Regions from separate parts of the Mus musculus genome. Here region 1 is linked to region 2. The links are chromatin contacts, called in public promoter capture Hi-C maps. All regions are on one chromosome and are shown on one strand. The core of a region is the stretch at or near the end of the contact, and the rest is flanking DNA. Distances in the headings are between cores, read along the strand shown. Region 1 holds the start of Acad11 (acyl-Coenzyme A dehydrogenase family, member 11). Region 2 holds the start of 1300017J02Rik (RIKEN cDNA 1300017J02 gene).

Region 1 (6,671 bases), core at 2,341-4,840, 780 kb before region 2:
TGCATACACATAATACATATATGTATTTACACATACACACCTACACACACATATAGTGTGTGCACATGTGTGAACATGCATACCACCATATGCATAAGGAAATTAGAGAACAATTTTGTGAAGTTGTTCAAGGACAACTTTGAGCTTCTAATATTATTACCTCTATCTCCCAAGTGCTAAAATGACACATACCATCACAAACTATTCCTGGTTTATATGGCCCTGGGGATTGACCCTAGTTTCATGCATGCTTGGGGGCACTCCACTTACTGAGGCAGGCCCACAGCCTGCTTGGCAATTTCCTTACAGAAAGTTGTATTTCATAGGGGTAATTATTCCACCACAGGCTCATGTCATCTTTTACCTGTGGATCTTCCAATTTCCCCCAAGTTGGTTCTAAGTGTAAGCACTGTCAAATAAGTTCTACGGGTATTTTGTGAACTCTCTATCTCATTAACATATCTGTCATTTTAATTCAGATTTTGCCACGGCACTCTGGTTGAGTCAGCCTGTCGGGCAGGGATGCCTAAAAGCTGCTCATGAAGCAAAAAGAGTTTCACAGAAACTCGCTCCTGGAGTCTGACGTGCTCTCTAAATTTTCCATTCCCACGTTAGTCTAGTGGATGGATCCACGTGCTCTCTTTATTATAAGTGCCTTTTAAGATTGAATTCTGACATAGCTAAAGCCTTCCGCCAGTGTTCCAACAGTCCTAGAACGTCCTTGAGCTAGACAGTGACATTCAGAATAGCCTCTGGTATTACACTATCAATAAAAGCCAAGTGCTCCCATATACAGGAATTTACAATGGTTTAGGAAGTAGATCGGGCTGTGGTTTTAGAGTATTGCATTATTCATGAGATGGTTAGCTAGAACGGAACTCCCTAGTTAGAACCATGACTTGGGTGTGAAAGCCCTAGCCCTAAGAGAGTAAAGACCTCACACCTGGCTTCTAAGACTATAGCTGAGTTACACCCATACACACGTATTTACAACGGCCTAAGGGGAAGGTGGACTATACAATAGACTAAAATAGGAACTATGGCAAGGGCATGAAGCCCTTGACCCTGGCTTCTAAGATTAAGTGAATCTTAGGTGGAGCCCTTTTTGATCCCAGTTGTTAACAATGAATTCTATCCTAGGTGGTTCTCGTTAGACCTTTTGTGTTTGCATTCTTCTGTTTTATGTAAGATTCCGGTTACCTCATTTGTACCTTGCGAATATGTCACCCAACTTCCTTATTGTCTTCTGCATAAAAAGTCTGATGCTCGATTTGAAAAATACATGCAGATTCCACACGACCTCTCCTGTGTGTGTCTGTCTGTCAATTCATCCTACGCTTTGTCCACCCGTGACTAGAGACCTGTTCAGACAAAGGGGCCCAGAGGGTCTTCGACAAGATTTCCCACTCAGTTTTTTTGTTTGTTTGTTTTGTTTGGAATGTTTCTGTTAACCTTTTGGTTTCACATAAAATTTAGAAGCAGGTTTTTTCAAATTAGAGAAAAAAACCAGAATTTTGATTAACATTGCTTTGAATCTATAGATCAGTTGGAACAAAGAGCAAAATTTTTCAATCCTGACTTTTCCTGCTCATGTATGTGACTTCTAAGGTTCTTTAAAAACTGCTAATGAGGTTTTTTTTTATGTTCTATACAAAGGTCTTGAACACCTTCTATTAGGTAATGTTTTGGGATGTTTTTATTAGAGCTTTTGGGTGTCATTTTTCAACTGTTGCTAAGATATAGAAATGCAAGTGATTTGTACTCTTAAGTTTAACAAACTATTACCTATGTTGCTCTTGGCTTTTCAACACACAAAACAAGTCGTTTCTGGATAGCATTTCTTTGCTGTTTTAATCCTATTAAAAAGTTGCATTTATATTGTCAAAATGTGTGTTTTCCCCCTTTATATTTATTTATTTGGTGGCACACGTGTGGGGGTCAGAGGACAACATGCAGGATCTGTCTCTCTCTTTCCACAATGTAGTTTCCAGGGGGTTGTCTCAGGTTGTCAGGCTCAGCAGCAGGTGCCTTTACCTGATAAGCCATAGAACTGGTCTAAACTTTTAAAAGATTCCTTTGAGATTTTTGTGGCCTTACTATTTCTCTCTCTTTCTATCTATCTACTTTTATTTTTATAATTTTTCATATGTCCTGAAAATGAATGTGTTTTCTCTGTTGAATATGTACATCTATGTTAAATCAAGATTATATAACATTCCTGGAAAAATAGTGTTTGAAACCAAGGATTGCTACATAGCCCAGACTGGCCTCAAATTCACAATCATTTTTCCTCAGCCTCCAATCTCCAGGGATCTTTAGATTGTTGGGATTAAAGCCATGTAGCCCTAGGTTTGACTTCAGAAGTACTTTTTTTTGTATCACAACTAATTTCATGTATTGAGCATGATTTTGGTGAACATCAACTTAATTCAGAATTATTTTAAGTCTGCACAGGACCACAGTAATGTGAACATATATAACCTTTATCTGAAAGCAGGACAATAAGCTGGCCAAATTCCACAGAGTGAACTAATCACTGAAATGTGAACTTTGACCTGCTTCAGTCTGTTTACAACACAAAGTATTAAGTTTAGAAGTGTCAACTATTACTTATTCCACCTCTCCACGGATATTTCAATGCTTAAGTCCTTTCACCTAAATCACTTCATTTCTTTATCAAGACTAATGGATACAGGCAAATATTACAGGAAAGGAACTTTGATCTCTGAATTTATGTTACAGTTAAATCCCCAGATAGAAAGGCCAGGCACAGTTTACTGAAACCATATGAAATGGTTTTATACTGGAACTGTATAAAAGTAAAAAAAAAACAAAAATCAAAAACCAAACAAAAAATACCCTCTCTATTTACAAAACACCAGACTAAAACCAGATTCACTTGTCAGTGGGGAAAGGTATTCTTGGAGTCACCTCCTCCCGTTTAATTCCCTTGCTTCAAGAACTTAGGCCTTAAGTGGTGCTAAAAACAGTGAAGTGGAATGTCTAGAATCGAATTGGTATATTTTAGCTGGTATTATTAACCTAGCCCCAGGTGACTAAGGTCAATTAAACAAAATGGCACCAGCCCCTCAGAAACTGATCTTTAGATTGTAGCACAGAAGGTCACAGAAGATATCTATTAGGAATTCAAGAGTGTTCAGCCGCAACACTCTCGGTGAATTAGACACATAATTTTAGTCCTTAACAAGACTGCACTGCATAATGGATACTGCACCTCTGCTCCTGCCCTCTAATTCAGACTAGCCTGGGATTCGAGTACAAATTATCCAGGAAGCATCCTTGCAGGGAAAGAAATCCCGACCGGGCAAATGAGACACCCACCCAGGGCCAAAGGAAGCGAAGCACCAAGCACAGACATGTTCCCAGGAGGCAAAGGCTATGGTTGATACCTGTATTGAGTAACAGTCAGCACAGCCCGGGAATCTGACCCAAAGCCCGGCAAGTGCTGATTCAGGTAGGCCTCCAGGGACCTGAGGTCGAACTTGTGCTGGGGTAGCACTTCCACGGTGTCACTGGTGACATCCGTCTCCATGACCGCCACTGTTGTCACCGAGGAATCCACAGACTGTACGGAGGTTGCGCCAAGGCAGAAAGGAGACCGGCACTTGGGGGGGGGGGGGGGGGGGCGTGGTCGGGCGGGGCTTAGGAGAAGCCAATCACCGGGACTCTGGGCAGTGTTGCTGCAAAGCCATGTGGGAGGCGGAGTCTGGGACTCGGAGTCTGGTGGAGAAATAAAAGAATTGCCTGTTGTGGGACCAGACTTAGAATTTACCCTCAGCGTCAGAGCTGGAGTCCTCAGTCTTATAGAAAAACAAGGTCGCAAACGTGACTCTGGCGAATGAAGACAAACAGCTGTCACCCTAGACTAAGGACGCGCCAGCGGAAGACCTGTGCGGTCCGTGCAAGAAGAGAGTCCGCCAGAACCTTGAGCCTGCATTAAAAGACCCTGGTGTTTCTCATGGCCTCCTAGATAGGAAAGACGGAATGGCCGTCGACTTGATCTGGACACATATGATGCTGGCTCTGCTGAGACCTGGGTCTTGGTTCTAGAGAAGAAAGCTAAGTGTTTTGAGGAGTGTTTTTATTTATTATTATTATTTTTTTTTTTTTTTTACCGAGCGGAGCGATGGCGGCGGCGCACCGGAAGTGGCACGCCGGAAGCCCGGTGGGCGTGCCGGAGACGTGTCTTACTGGGAGCCTTGGAGCCGCTTCGCCGGTGTCTGGACCTGGAAGGCTGTGTCTGTTCCTCCTGCGCTTCGTGGGCCCAGCGAGGCAGCGTGGGGAGGCGGCGACGACGGCGACGGCGGCGGTCCGGCCTGGGATCGGAGGCCACCGGGAGCCCAGCCATGGCCGACTCGGTGGAGCGGCTGCGACAGCGGGTTGAGGAGCTGGAGCAGGAACTCGCCCGGGAGAGAACCCGGCGCTCTGGAGGGGACGGCCACTGCGGCCGGACCCGCATCCAGGAGATGAGCGACGAGGTGTTGGATTCCAATCCCTACAGGTGATCCATGACGGGGCGGGCAGGGCCACGCTCCGCGCGAGGGATTCAGCCGGCCTCCTGCCGCTCCTTTCCTGCTGTGGAGGTCCAGTTCCCAGATGGGCAAGGCCATGTCTTATGCTAGTCAGAAGATATTCTTCACCAAGCGAGTTGGCTCACGATTCATCGTAGCATTCGGGAGGGTGAGGTAGAGGGGGTTGTCGTGAGGTCCAGGTCAGTCTGGGCTACAGGAGTTGTAGGCCACTTTGGGCTGTGTAGTGAGACCCCTTTTTTTCTGCAAGGAAGGAAAATAACATTTTATTAAAAAAAAACAAACAATCCAAGCCATCCATCCATATGGTGGAGCTCTTCTGCCTGCTGTCCTGTACCCAGTTTCCTGTCACCATTATCTTTATTAGTCTACCTGGCTCTGCATCGGCTGATGCATAGAAAGCTCTGTCAGAGTATAATATCTCATGTAAAGTCGCCGAGGATAGAGCACCGTTTCCTAAATGCCTCTTGGTGTAACTTAGATGGAGCAGGGTGAGGGAGAGTTAGTTACTAGGGTGCTCACGAATATCCCTGAATATTGGCTTTGCCAGGGCTCCTGACCCCTCCTCTTTGCTCTCCTTAAATGGGCTTAGAAGATTGAGTGGCTTCACTTCTCAGCTTACTGAGTAGTCAGTAACTTAGAACGGTTTCTAACAGCTGCTGAACTTCTGGGTGAGATTGTTCCCTGTAAGTGGGGCCACAGGAACGCCTGTTTCCGCCATAGTTCTGAAGACTGAAGCAGTTTATGTGCAGTTCTTAGAACAGCAGTCGTGCATGGCAAACCTCGTAGACGACCACAGTCGGCAGCATGCTGTTAGACCTCCCGTTACATGTATGTTTCTTCTCACCACGGTCCTAGGGGATTGCTGATCATTTTCTCTCATCCTGGAGGTGAGAAAAGTGTAGGGAGCTATTTTAGATGGACTGCAGTATACAATAGAATCTGTGGCATTAGGTCCCTCCCCAGCAAGTCTCTAAGGCTATAAGCAGTGAGGCTAAAACCTGGGTAGTTTTAAACGTAGGTAAAGTTCCAGAAAGAGGACTCTGTGGGCTATGGGTCTAGAGACACTCTTGGGTGGTGAAGTTGGTAACGCCTGCATGTGAGTGTACGTAGACATTTCTGAGAACTGCTGGAGTTAGGTTGAGTGAGTGCAAACATGTAGGAGATTAGGCATAAGGAAGATGCAGTTGCTGCCTGAGGAGTCAAGGTTGTGAAAGAAGGGGAACTGCTAAAATACCCACCCAGCAGTGAACAGTTAGGATCTAATCAAAAGGACAATGGCTACTGAGACAGGAAGTGTTTGTGCATCTGTGATGGACATTTAAGAGTGAAGACTTCAGAAGACTGAGAAGCAAGAAGTGAAAATACTAGAATAGTGTGTGCAGCTCTAAATAGGGTCACATAGGGTTAAAGTGGAGAGGCGGGGTTAACCAGAGGGCTGCTGACAGATGTCTAACAACCACAGGTCCATGTGTGCAGTAAAGATCAAACACACAAAAACTTTAATGTGTTATATAGGTATATACCACAGTGTGCACGTGTGCACACATAAATACACACTTATACACAATAATAGAGCAGATGAGTACTGCTTCTTAGAATCCTTGGCAGACAACAGATATTCCCCAATGCAGATATCCTTCCTTTTGGGCAGAGGCCGTGAGCTTATTTCATTGTCTTTATATACTAACAAAACAAGGGAAAACAATGCCATTTCCCTTTGATCTTTACCATTTAAACCATTAGGTGTAGACCTTGACTACACGTTAAGATAAAGAAGGTATTTTAGAAGAACAATACAGTTTCACAGGTAACACGAGAATTCATGGTTTTAAACCTAGTGATTTACCTAGCAAAAGGTAGCTTTTGAGTTCAGCTAGTCATCAGATTTGCTGTGTTTCCCAGGCTGGCTGTGAATTCCTAATCCTCCTGCCTCAGCCTCTAAAGTGCTAGGATTACAGATACATGCCACCATGTCCACCTAGATTCCACCTCTTTTGAAGTAGTAATGATTGAGTTTTGGTGATTGTTTCCTTTGATGGAGCCTGTCTATACATATCACTGTTAGCTGAAAGATTGCAAGCTTAGGCTGGAGAGCACTGGCTGCTCTTCACAGGACCC
Region 2 (6,921 bases), core at 4,363-6,862:
AATACTCTTAACCACTGAGCCATCTCCCCAACCCAAGTTTGTGTGTTTTCTTAAATTAATAAAATAGCTAAAACCTCGGCAACTGTAATCAACAGTTACCAGTGTCAACAATGGAAAAAGGTATTATAGGAAGAATCCGTCATACATTTAAAATGTCATCTACAAGATCTGGTGGCAGTTTGTGCCACCTCAAGGGGCTGAAGGTCATAAGTTCCAGGCCAGCCCGAGAGATTTAGTGAGACCCTGTGTTAGAATACAAAGTGGTTTTTTTTCTTTGTTTGTTTTTGTTTTTGCTTTTTTTAAAGGGAGGAGGACTAGAGACCTAACCCAGTGGCAGATCTGGAGCCTACGAAGTGCAAGGCCCTGGATCCAATCGCCAGTACAGAACACCAAATAACAGTTACAGGATAATGTGATGAGTGACTTTGCTTCAGTAACTTTGAAATGTAGATGGTGTGTGTGTGTGTGTGCGTGTGTGTGTGTGTGTGTGTGTGTGTGTGTGTGTGTGTATGTGATTTATGTATGTGCATGCGTGTACACATGCTCACGAGATGTGTGAGATGCATGTACTCTTGGAGGACAGAGATCAAGGCTGGCTGTCTTTCTCAGAAACTCTCCACCTTTTTTTTGAGGCAGTGTCTCTCGCTGAACCAGGGGTTCACTGGTTCAGCTTGGCCAGGGATCTCTGCCTCCCCATCTCTGGATTCGCAGCCTCCACTATGCCTGGTTGTTTTGTTGCTTTGTTTTTTCAAGATAGTGTTTCTCTATGGAGCTTTGGCTGTCTTGGGATTCTGTAAACCAGGCTGTCCTTGGACTCTGAGATCTGCCTCCCAAAATGCTGGGATTAAAGGTGTGTGCCACCAGGCCCAGCTAAAGAAAATTGTGTGCTTTCAAATCTCCATTTCCAATTTTCCATGTGGTTGCTGGGAATCAAACTTCAGTCCTCTGGAGGAGTAGCCAGTATTCATAACCTCAGAGCCACCTTTCCAGCCCCTTTGCCTGGATTTTTAAGTAGTATGTCAGGAATCTGAACTCAGGGCCTTGTGCTTGCACAAGGAGCAGTTAACTGACTGAGCCATCGCCTCAGCCTCTAGATAAGTTTCTTACAATACTTTGGCTGAAGTGATGGCTTAGAAATTAAGAACACTGGTGCTCTTTAAGAGGACTGAGGTTTGATTCCTAGCATCCATAAACAGATCCTAACAGCCATTAGTAATTCCTGTCCCAGGGGCAATGGTCTCCACAGGCACACATGTGGTACATAGACATACAGGCAGCCAAAACACTCATACACATACAAATAAGTAAAAGACAATATTTGCCTATACTCTGGTTTGAAATATTAGAAATTATGGATATTTCTATAAATATAAAAATGGGTTTGTAGCTGGGTGTGGTGGTGCACGCCTTTAATCCCAGCACTTGGGAGGCAGAGGCAGGCAGATTTCTGAGTTTGAGGCCAGCCTGGTATACAGAGTGAGTTTCAGGACAGCCAGGGCTACACAGAGAAACACTGTCTTAAAAAAAAAAAAAAAAAAAAAAGGGGGGGGGGGAGGGGTTGTTTTTTGTTCTTTGGGTTTTTGTTGTTGTTGTTGTTGTTTTCAAACAAGGTTTCTCTATGTAGCCCTGGCTGTCCTGGCATTCACTTTGCAGACCAGGCTGGACTCGAACTCAGAGATCTGCCTGCCTCTGCCTCCCGAGTCCTAGAGTGTGTGTGCCACCACTGCCCAGCAATATAAATAAATCTTAATTTCCTGGGTGTGCACATCTCTAAGTTTAGCTACTGGGATGGAGGCAGGAGGATTATGAATCGTAGGCCAGCTTGGGCTTCATAGTGAGATCAAGTCTAAAGTAAAAGTGAAGGGCTGAACTCTTTCACACAGTTCTTGCCTAGTATGTATGAAGCCCTGTGTTTAATCCCTAGTACCAGAGAGAGGAGGGAGGAGACAATGGTTAGTGTGTTGTTGAAAACTTTCCCACAAGGGAAGCTCTAAACTCAGGGGACGTCATTGCTGATGTCTTCTGCACATTTAAGGGAAAAGGAATGTTATTCTATTTTTCTTTTTCCCCGAGACAGGGTTTCTCTGTGTAGCCCTGGCTGTCCTGGAACTCACTCTGTAGACCAGGCTGGCCTCGAACTCAGAAATCTGCCTGCCTCTGCCTCCCAAGTGCTGGGATTACAGGCGTGCACCACCATGCCCAGCTAGGAATGTTATTCTTACATAGCCTTTTTCAGAAAGTAAGAGGTGACATTTCTCAGTTCAAAAATCATTGTAATGTTAAAGCAAAAGATATATGGAAATTAGAATAAAGAGAAACTGTAAGATTATTTCTCTCTTTTAAATTTTTCTTTATTTTTCTCTTTTTAAAAAGGATGTATTTATTTTTATCATGTATGCATATATTCCCACATATATGTATGTATATATACTTGCATGTATTAGTCAGGGTTCTCTAGAGTCACAGAACTTATGGATAGTCTCTAAATAGTAAAGGAATTTATTGATGACTTACAGTCTGCAGCCCAATTCCCAACGATGGTTCAGTAGTAGCCGTGAATGGAAGTCCAAGGATCTAGCAGTTACTCAGTCCCACACGGCAAGAAGGCGAAGGAGTGAGAGCAAGATTCCTTCTTCCAATGTCCTTATATGGTCTCCAGCAGAAAGTGTAGCCCAGATTAAAGGTGTATTCCACCTTTAATCCATAGCCACTATGCCTCAAGATCTCCATACCAAGATCCAGATCAGAAACTTCTATCTCCAAGCCTCCAGATAAGGGTCACTGGTGAGCCTTCCAATTCTGGATTGTAGATCATCCAAATATAGTCAAGTTGACAACCAGGAATAGCCACTACACTTGTATATATACATATATACACAGACACACAGACACACAGACAGACAGACAGACACACACACACACACACACACACACACACACACACACGAGTGCAGGTGTCTGTGGAGGCAAGAAGAGGGCATCAGATCCTCCTGGAGTTGGCAGCTGTGAGCTACCATATACGGGTTCTGGAAATCAAACTCTGGTTCTTGGAACATGCTGAGACCTCTCTCCAGCCCCCAGATTTATTTTTCTCAAGAGAATAGATACAGAAAGGAACACTAAAGAAAATATTACCAACCCAACAGTACATGGGTAATCTTACATATAATGACCAAATGGGGTTTATTGCAGAAATCTAACAGTGGCAATACTTAAAAGTCAGTTAGCAGGGAGCTGCAGAGACCACTCCGTGACTAAGAGCACTTGTTGCTCTTACAAAGGGCCAGAGTTCTGTTCTTAGTACCCACATGGTGACTTACAACCAGTAGCAACCCCAGTTCCAGGGGATTCGACACCCTGTTCTCACTGTCACAAGCAGAAGGCACACATGTAAGCAAAGCACTGCTAATCCATAAAGGGAAATAAATCTAGAATCCAGTTAGCAGGTTAGAGATGCCGTTCAGGGGTGAAATGCTTACCCAGCGAATGTGAGACCCGGGGTTCAAACTCCATTACAAAGCAAGCAAACAAAGCGAACTAGAAGTCAGATGTGGTTATACACCCCCATATGTCCAGGCCTCAGGAAGCTGGGGCAGGAGGATCACAAATTTGAGGCCAGCCTAGTTTATAGCAAGACCCTACCTGTCTCAAAAAGCAACAAAACAAAACATTTAAAAAACAAAAACAAAAACAAGCAAATAACAACAAAAGAAGAAAACTCATGCTCTGCTGCATAGTTCCCCACAGACAAGGCAGGAAAATCATATCATTATTTTGATAAATACAAAAAAATCCAATCCCAGTCATGTTTTTAAGATGTAAGCAACTCATGTAGAAAGAGAGAACCTTAGTATTGCCAATAACACCTAAAACCAGAAGACAGTACACATTTCTTTCTGTAATAACCCTTTTCAGAGCTTCTTGACTGGGTCCTAAGAGTTTCCAGGATCTATGAAACCAGGCCTCCACCTACTTCTGGACCAAACAGTTGTTCTCCTAGAAAAGTCTGCTGCAGAGATGCCTGTCTATTTGCACTCAAAGGCATGCACTAGACTATTCCCAAACTAACTGTTTATAGTAAGCCAAACCTGGGATAAGGAGGGATGCTAAAAATCAGAAAGAAAGGGAAGAAAAACTGGCATTATTCAACAAAAGATGTAAGAACACAAACAGAACACTGGAAAGAAACAGATTTAACAAAATAACTCAAGAAAGACACTGTGCTCAAGTTCAATGTGCAAAAATTGTGCCGTTTTCCTGATTGTGTCTTCTATTTCTTTCTTTAAGTTTTGTTTTTGCTTTTTGTATATACAAAGGAGTGTGAGCCCCCACAGAAGCCAGATGACCTGTAGCTGGAGTCCAGGGGTGTCAGGTCCCCCTGTCGCTGGAGTTACAGGTAGTTAGTTGTGAGCCGTCCAACATGGGTGCCAGAATTGAACTCTGGTCCTCTGGAAGAGCAGCACTTGCTCTTAACCGCTGAGCCATCTCTCCAGCCCTACATGCTTGGTTTTCGAGACAAGGTCTCTAGCCTAGGGAAGTCTCCAATAGGGCACGTAGTTGAAACCTCGAACTCCTAATCCCACTGTCCCCACTTCCCAAATGCTGGGGTTTCAGGCCTGTACTTCCATACCAGGCCCTGCTTTTTTTTATTTAGTTTTAGATCCTAGTAATGTATATAAAATGAAATGAAATTTCTGTTCCTAGCGGCACTGTCTGTAAGGATGGAATCGGTACTACAATTGTCAATCAGGGTGAGAGATGAAATATTCTTCATTCACATGATATGAAACAATAGGCCACACTGATAGCTGGTGGGCAACCACACACCTCTGCATAGATAAATCATACCAATTTAAACTTGGGTGAGAGAAGCCAGGCTCTGCGCTGTAAGTTTTCATCTCTGTGGAGTCCTGAAGTTAGCAGACTTCCGTTTCTGTTCCATGTAGGGGCCACCTATGTGGGAGAAGCTCTGCAGGGATTCGGCCTCCTGGATGTGGACTGGCTCTACCGGAGTCCTCTTAGTGATAATTATTACACTGTGCTAGCAGGGTTTGTTGTACACCTACTACTATATTTTAATTAGAAGTTCTTCGAGTTTTATTTAAAATTACCAGACTTTTTCTAGGCAGAGGTCGCACAGCCTTTCGGACAGGGCTGCAGCCGGGTGAGCGAGAAACTCTGCATGTCAGATCTGTGCCTGAGCCAGGCCTTACACAGCTGGGACAAGCAACACTGGTGCGTGTGGTGTGGAGTGGGGGTGGGGGTGGGGGTGGGGAGATAGAGGAGAAACTATGGGCTGTGTCACAGAAGAGATAGCTCCACTGGGGTCGCAGGACAGCGGGAGGACCTCAGCTTAGTCAACTTAGAGTCCTTAGTGAGAAGTGAGAATTTCCAAAAGAAAATTGTGTTAAGGTCTTATGCATGTGCGCGCCGGCTTTCCCGGAGAAGCACCGTTTCCACCCAGGGACCGAACCGGGGACAGAGAGAGAAAAAATAGTGTCCCTAGCCGCCTGAGTATCTGCTTGGCCAGATAAGGAAGGCATGGAGGGTGTGGCAGTGGCGACCAGCCCGGACTGGGGCTGAAGAACCTTTCCCAGTAGGCAGATTCATCAGTCAACACTGCCTTCTGGGTAAAGTGCACCTAGGCTGGGGGAGAGCAAGCAGAACGCAGTTCCACAGTTGAAAATGAGGCTGCTCATCTGCGCCCTTCTATGCTTGGGGACCCTAGGTGAGTGTGCTGAGAGCCAGGCAGGGGGCCGGCCCTCTGGGGAGGGGACCAGGTGTCATTTGCTGACCATACACTTCAGGGATCAAATGTGGTTGGATAGACTATGAGCCTAGAGAAGAGTAATCACTTTGGACTGGAATTCACCTGCCACGCAGTCCCCCGGCTGTCCTTTGCCCTCACTGAGGCGGTCATAGTGGATTGTCGCTGACTCTTTTGCTTGCTTTTGGGACCCTTTTCCTGCCACATCCTCCTTAATACCAGGGAGGTGCCTAGTCTTTTTGTAACTTGTTATGTCGCGTTTGGTTGATATCCCTGGGAGGCCTGCCCTTTTCTGAAGGAAAATGGAGACGTAGTTGGTGACAGGGGATGTGAAGAGGGACTCAGAGGAAGGAGGGGAAATTGCAGCAATATATGAGAGATAGGAGAGGAAAATAAAAAAAACAAAACAAAACAAATAAACAAACAAAAAAACCCCACAACTTGTTTCACTGCTTTGGTAGGTAAAGGGGCTGATGTTGTGATTGACGACATATGACCTCCAGGACCAAATGGTAGAAGAGGAAATCCACTCTTGAAATCTGTCCTCTGTAGTAATAATAAGTATAGCACATAAAATAAAAATTTAAAAAAACCAAAAAAAAAAAAAAAAAAGAAAAGAAATCTGTCCTCTGACCCCCATGTGGCTTCCACACAATGTTAACTTTTTTTTAAAAAAAGTTATGTTTACCCAACAAACACACAGTTGCTGGAGAAATGAGCTAACACAGCCAGAGGCAGGCAGAGTTCTACGCTCACAAATACAAGAAGCCCTTTCGTGGGTAGGGAGAACAGGCTCCAGGGAAGAACTCATGCACTGTGAAGAGCTCTTCCTGTCTCAACCACGGTTGGATCCTCCTCCCTTTAGCTTTGTCTGATCTGAGACCGTGGTAAATAATACCTAGGGTGGCCAGAGCCCGGCAATGGTGCACAGTATATGTCTGCCTCTTCTGCCCAGCAGTGCCATCTGTAGCCACCCAGAGGGTCATTCGCTCTCAGAATGCAGCTGCCTGATCTCTTTCAGAATTCCCCTGAACTGAGCCAGTGTTCTGCTAAATAGCGTTCCGCCACCATTGCCAGCAATGTCAGACACAGACCAGAAGTTCATTTTCCCAACAGGCTTCATGTTTACATGTCAGAGACTAAAGGCCCCTCCG

What was found. Promoter capture Hi-C pulls out the DNA fragments that hold promoters and counts their contacts.
Region 1: a promoter capture Hi-C map of erythroid cells shows a contact between it and region 2, with 5 times the contacts expected there. The contact joins the promoter of Acad11 here to the promoter of 1300017J02Rik in region 2. A contact is called at or near these places in 1 of 39 promoter capture datasets (erythroid cells) and 2 of 115 datasets of contacts at active chromatin or transcription factors (embryonic stem cells and pro-B cells).

The regions. Positions count from the first base shown.
Region 1 is chr9:104,060,643-104,067,313 of GRCm38.p6, reverse strand. It overlaps Acad11 (acyl-Coenzyme A dehydrogenase family, member 11), which reads right to left and starts at 3,590. Exons shown (of 20, transcript NM_175324.4): 1 at 3,411-3,590. The coding sequence starts at 3,553. Uba5 (ubiquitin-like modifier activating enzyme 5) reads left to right here and starts at 4,193. Exons shown (of 12, transcript NM_025692.3): 1 at 4,193-4,522. The coding sequence starts at 4,368.
Region 2 is chr9:103,286,988-103,293,908 of GRCm38.p6, reverse strand. 1300017J02Rik (RIKEN cDNA 1300017J02 gene) reads left to right here and starts at 5,612. Exons shown (of 17, transcript NM_027918.2): 1 at 5,612-5,728. The coding sequence starts at 5,686.